2 separate regions of the Anas platyrhynchos genome follow, and region 1 is linked to region 2. The links are chromatin contacts, called in public Hi-C maps. All regions are on one chromosome and are shown on one strand. Each heading gives the region's core, a stretch centred on a gene start, on an enhancer-like site or on the middle of the called end of the contact. The rest is flanking DNA. Distances are from core to core; before and after follow the strand shown. Region 1 overlaps LOC101789803 (SAM and SH3 domain-containing protein 1). Region 2 overlaps LOC101789803 (SAM and SH3 domain-containing protein 1).

Region 1 (3,223 bases), core at 416-2,915, 120 kb before region 2:
CAGCAGACAAGCTGATGTAAAAGCCCACGCTGGCTTCTGTCGCCAAGCCATTTGGTTATCTGCGTGCATTAGAAATGGCCCAGTCACATAATTAGTATCAAAAACTGACAGACTTGTAACTGCTCCTGACTGAACACAAGGTAATTTATCTAACCAGAGCTGGCACAGGGAAGAAAATGGGTCTTTGGTATTTTTATCAAATTTGCATGAACCTGAAGAGAAAGCAGGCCTGCAAGATTCTGACCTTGATGGCACCAGTGTGAGAAAGAGATGGAAAGCAAAGACGTTTCATTCAATTATCTTCTCATTAGGTTTCCATAGCAATGGCTCTTTAAGCAGGTCAAAACTTTCTCAGTGGAAACAAACATGGGGCTGCGTGTGGCTGTGTGTGCGTGTCCCCCACCACGACCACGGTGGAGCCACCGAGCTGCCCGTGGGCACCCAACATGGAAGCCGGTGGCGGGGCTGCGTCGCACATCGCCCAGGCGGCCTACGGGGCTGAGGCAGGGGCAGATCGCTGTCAGCCCAAAGCTCGTCCACGGCCAAGCATGAGGCAGCCAAGGTGACGCACTGCGTGCACTGCTCGCAGTTTGGCTTCCTCGTGAAAGGCGGCCTTCACGCTGCCCAGCACCCAACTTCCAGGACAGAAAGCTCCTGCCAGCGGCTCGGCTCCGAGGAGCACTGGTCCCCCTCCTCACGTGTCCCAGGCGGTGCTTGGCTGGCCTCTCGCTCCCATTGTGAGGGTTATTGTGGGAGTTTCCTGCCCTACTTCTCTGGAGGAGGCTGTTTAAAGGCAGCATGAATAATTTGGCTTTGACTAAATCAGGCCTCAAACAAGTGACAACGGGGCCGTACACATTCACTGCTTCTTTTTGATTCCTGCAAGCACAGGGTATAAAGAAATGCATCTTAAATGAGGACATCTCCAGTACGGCAAGCTTTTACTTCTTCCTTTTTTTCCTTCCAACACTCCTTTCCATTTTTAACCTACCCAAAAGGAACAATTTATTCCGTCAGTAATTAAGTGCAGCCTTTGGCATCCTCACTTTAGGGTTTTGTTTGTTTTCTGCTTTGTTCTCCTCAGTTTCTGCCCTCTCCTTGCCTCACGTCCTCTGGCAGAGGACTCCTGTTTCTTTGCAGAAGAGCTTTCAAATATCTGCCAAAGTTAATTCGGGCACCCTGTCAAGTTGCCAGAATCAAATATGACAGAATTTAAGCCCCCCCATCCATGACCTGGAGTGATGATTTAATAACCTCCTGCTTTCAGAGCTTGACCTCTAGTTTGGATGCAGTAGGGGAAGAGGATTAGGAAATCTAGCGTTAAAAACTACTGGCAAAGGCCAGTAGATTAGTGTACCAAAGGGGGCAGAATTTAGGCTTGCATGAACTCTGCTGCAAAATGAAAGCTGTTTTTAAAGACTGCTGTTTTCAGCAGCAAACACTGCTGAACATGGGGACACAAAACTGCAGGCACTCTCCCAGCCTCGGGCTGATGCGGAGTTCAAGCTTATTCCGCAGGAGTGTGACCGGTGTTACTATGGCACGTCCACTGCAGAAAATCCTTAAGAACAGATTCAGTCAATAGTTCCTCCTACAGGGCCGACAACATGCAGATAACCACTTCTGTTGTGGCTTCACTGGCTGGCTGCTAACAGCCTCAGAGAAAACCCCAACTACTGAGCAGCCTGCAACTCCTCCTCTGACATCCACAACAAGTAACCAAGGAGCCGGCCAAACTGCATCCACTCAACATGGGAGAAGCTCGGTTTGAGACGTGCACCCTGTACATGCGGAGCACACGACAAAGATACTCACTCTGCAGAGCAGCTGAAGCCAGGAGCTGAGCACGCAGCTGCCAGAGGGACAGCAGCTCCCCTGTGCTGGAATGCAAAGCCCCCGAGCAATGCTGCCCCATACGTGTGAGCTGCTTGCCAGCATCTTCTGCTCCGTGAGGCTGTTTCTGCTCAGCTTCCTGCTCTGGCAGAGTCTGGGATTTCAGTATTCAGGATCATTGGGCAGAAAACATTTAAAATGTACTGAGCTGCAGGCTGAGAAGTATAGCTAGACAAAACATGGCACTCGATATGAAGTATGACCATTTACTTGGTCAGCAGTGTTCTTGAGTGGTACAGATCTAGAAAGAGATGGTGACTCATGCAGAAGTTGTCAATTGATAACATTCACTGGCACGCAAAGGTGGTAAGAATGCCTGTGAAATGCCACAAGCATTGCCCCATGCATTATTTTGTGTCCTTCCTTTCTCTAGCAGCTGCAAATAAAAAGAATGAGTGCACAGGAGTGAGAGACTGTACCTCATCCTGCCTGTATATAGTGCTCTTGGGTCTCTCACCCACTTTTCTCTCTTTCCGGGCAGTTCTCTGATGCACCATGTTTGAAATTTGCCCAGAGGCTGCTGGAGTGAGCAGTGAGAGCAAGCAGATCTATTTCCCAAGAGGGAAAATACACAACTTCCCCTCTGCAACATCCCCAGTTCTTCTGAAAACAGGATGAGAGTCAGGATGCAGAAGCCTGACTTCAGGGGACTGGGTTTAACCTGGATTTCCTGGCAAACATGCAGAGCTCATCAGTTTGTCATGTAGGCCTGAATACTCAAAAATGGAACAGGCTAAAAGTTGAATTACATTGTTTTAAATGCTCTGTTTACAATTATGAGAAAACCCTGCTCAGTCCCCTGCCTGGGTAAACATCCTTGGGGTGTTGCCATCACTTTGAAATAATAGGGATTGTATATACAAACACATCCCCAGATCAACATGCTATGGGGACAAAGAGGGAATAGTAACTACGAAGAACACACTTACTGCCTATTTGCTACAGTGATTATTCTTCTGGCAAATCAGAAGTCAGGGTGTCTAATTGCAGCACTTGCAGTTCTGGGGAGATTTCTGTTTAAAATGAAATGTCACGGATAGAGATGCTGCTGCCACTTTGCTGGAGGCAGACTGAGAGTCTGCAAAGTTACACCAGCACCCCAACTGATGCTGTGACTGCCGTTTAAAAGAAGGAAATTTTGGAAAGGGCAAAGGGAAATGAAATTAATTAGTAAGAGAGAAAAAAAAAAAAACGAAAACAACTATAAACACCTCATTCCATGCCTTCCATTATTTGCTGAATATTATATGGCTAGGAAGCCTGCCCAACTGCTTCATTTACAGAAGTAACTCTAGCATGGCCAAAAACTCAGAGCAATTGTGAGCTGAAG
Region 2 (2,875 bases), core at 281-2,780:
GGTATTGGGGAAGGTAAGTTCACTGTGACAGCGGGAAGTGGGGAGCAGCACGTCGCTTTCTCAGATAAAACTGACAATAAAAGGAACAAAATTGCAGGGATGATGAGATCAACGGCGCTTTGAAGTGCAATTTGTGTTGCAGGAATTAGCCTAGGCTGATAGTTGGTGCACACTGAAAACCCCAAACACCCACCATAAAGCAGGTCATGCGAACCCTGCCACTTGTGCTGAGCTTCCAACCCGCCAGGGCTGCTGCTCGGGGCACTGACTGGCAGCACGGTGCCCCCGAGGCACCAAGTCACAGCCATGCCAGGGGACATGTCCCAAAACGCTCTTCCTACGGTATAGCAGGGCCCGAGGCTCCCCCAGGATCGCAGAGCCCCGCTGTCGTTCTGTCTTCCGCAGGGGAAAGGAGGGAGACAGAGGATTTGCACTTTAAAGAGCTCTTCTCTTGTAAGGTTCTGCTGTTGCACTGTCTTGTTACCCCTACACTGTTATTTTCCAACAAAATGAGCTTTTGAGACATCAGTCTGTGAAAACGCAGGAAAGCAAATCACTTACAGACACGAGGCAGAAGGAGCAGGACCATCCTCTTTGCTTTTGAGTAGGATGGAAGGAAGGGCTCCCCAAATTCCCTCTTACCTCATCCCTTGCTCAACCTTTTCTGGCATGCCAGGCAGCAACATGCATGCAGGATCGCTGCTGGAGCTGCTTGCCTGGTGTTCATGGACGTGCTTTCGCAAGGTTATTGCTTAAGCACTTTTAGGGGCTGTGAGCAAACCACTGAGCCAAGGGGAGGCTTCTGAGAGGTTTGCTCCAGCACCTGCAGGACACTGGGATGCACACGAAGGCACAGGTCTCTGATATTAACTGGTTCCGTATCTTCCTCACTGTCTCACTGGGATGCTGTCCAAATGCAGTCTCTCGCTCTAACTTGCTAGGTTAAAGCAAGTGCAGGGGATTCGAGCGATGACTGTCTTAAATTCCAGCTCGTTGGTCCCAAGCCAAAACGCAGGCGCCTGTGACGTCCCAAAGCGAAGCAATTTTAGCATGCAAGACTGCCCCTGTGCAGGAGAGACTCAATTTCAGCAGCTAGCAAGGCTGATAGCACAGCGCAGACCCTCCGTGATTTATTTCCACAGCTTTCCAAAGGCAGGGGGCAGCAGAAAGGAATGGGTGTAAATTTAATCTTTGCGTTTGGCCAGCATTGCCGTATGCTTTTTGCTTTTACGAAGCCAACACCAAGAAATAGTTCTTCGGGATCTTCCCTCAGTTTAGCCAACACAGCAGCTTTCCTCTACATATGAAGCCCCATGCTTCGGAAGCAGGGACAGCTTTCAAGAGCAAATTTGCATCTCAGTGCAGTGTGGACTGAGGGCAGGACCGGAGGAGGAGCAGAGGCTTCAACATCTGGTATTAATGGCACCAAATCATGTCACAGGTCAGCAAAGCAATTTTATCCACTAGGAGATTTCTTGACACTGATTGCTGTAATGCGGAGCTGCCAACAAGCCCAGCTATCCCTAGGCAGCAGCCTAGCAGTAAATAATCCCAGCTGTTTCCAGACTTTTGCATAGTGGGTACTGAAATGGATTCCCTGCTTAACGTCGCGGACAGCTAGAAAGAACAAAGCGTGAAATCAAATTCCATCAATCCCTGAAATTTGTTTATGCAATCCATTGTTACTGCTCATGGAATAGCTTTGGCAGGCAAAGGCCATGAGAAACCGTAGGCTTAGTTTATACAGAGCAATTTTTCCCATCTGCCATTTTTGTTGTCATATTTTTTTATATTGATTTCTCTTCGTGCAGCTTCAAGTTTAACCCGGGCAGAGCTGCATTGATCCAAGAAAGCCGAAGCAATTTGTCTCTCCCAGCGAAGCAGAAATGGGGCAGGAGACAGTACCTATCACCGCTTTTCAGTTACGAATACATTAGAAGCTCTTTCCCTTAGCCCCAATGTAGATTAAGGCTGTGCTTATGGCCTTCCATACAAATATTTCTGGTAATCCCATTTATCTCTGGCAAGCGAGATGAAATTCACACCGAGGAGCACGTTCCCCGGTAACTCCTTCACTCGCATCGGGAGGAGCTGACTCAGCACATGAATTATGGAACCGCAGCTGCCCGGAGCCGCACCACAGCCCGCGGGTTTACAAAGGAGATTTTCATTAACTATAAGCGGAATCACTCGGGCTCTACAACAAAGGGATGTGACTTGCGTCTACTCAGAGCCCCACTTTTTCCAAACGTGGAGCTAGCCCGTTCTTGTCAGCCGTAAGTGCATGTTTGCTTCTGCAGGGCAGCAGTTGGGTTTCCTTCCTCCAAACCCCTCTGGTCACTGCACAGTTGTGGAAGAGGAACCGTAAGACCCAGTGTAATCGTGCAGCAGAGTATTCGTCACACGTGGGGAGATGAGCAGAAACTGTTCGCCCCACTAAAGCAAAGTCTGAGATGGAGAGCTGCTCGCATCAAGCAGACGGAAGAAAACTATTCCAGTTAAAAACATCTCTGTGTAAGGCGACCACAAAGGCATCCAAATTGAAGGGTTGTTGTTTGTAACCATCGAAGCAGTGAGGTTTTTGGGGCTGCCAACCCAACTGTGCCAGAAAGTTCCTTTCAGCCCTTTTGTTTCTATGGTGTCTGTAGCCCTGACATGAAAAACCCCAGTGACACAGGAGTACTTACAGATACATTAAAAAAAAAAACACCAAAATGTAAATTATAGAAATTGTTATATATCGAGCAATTAATCTAGCTTAATTTTAAGGCTTTTCAATGAGAAGGCTCCACCGTGACACTGTTAGAAAGCATGGTCACTTGCATTCACAGCCCCCTTTCAGGGCACTCCTAAGTGGGATGAAATCCAAAGGGTT

Evidence for each region. A called contact is a pair of places that touch in the nucleus more often than the background predicts.
Region 1: a contact with region 2 is called in a Hi-C map of skeletal muscle, with 2.1 times the contacts expected there. The contact joins two enhancer-like sites. A contact is called at or near these places in 2 of 8 Hi-C or Micro-C datasets (skeletal muscle and subcutaneous adipose tissue).

What each region holds. Positions count from the first base shown.
Region 1 is chr3:52,843,338-52,846,560 of IASCAAS_PekinDuck_T2T, reverse strand. All of the region lies in intron 4 of LOC101789803 (SAM and SH3 domain-containing protein 1), which reads right to left. Among named protein-coding and RNA genes, the nearest start is that of UST, 100 kb to the left of the region's middle. Within about 2 kb of position 1,665, at least 4 of the 8 cell types and tissues checked have an H3K27ac peak or open chromatin away from gene starts, as enhancers often do. A contact at or near this core is called in subcutaneous adipose tissue, where this site is marked.
Region 2 is chr3:52,719,011-52,721,885 of IASCAAS_PekinDuck_T2T, reverse strand. All of the region lies in intron 1 of LOC101789803 (SAM and SH3 domain-containing protein 1), which reads right to left. Among named protein-coding and RNA genes, the nearest start is that of UST, 230 kb to the left of the region's middle. Within about 2 kb of position 1,530, at least 1 of the 8 cell types and tissues checked has an H3K27ac peak or open chromatin away from gene starts, as enhancers often do. A contact at or near this core is called in subcutaneous adipose tissue, where this site is marked.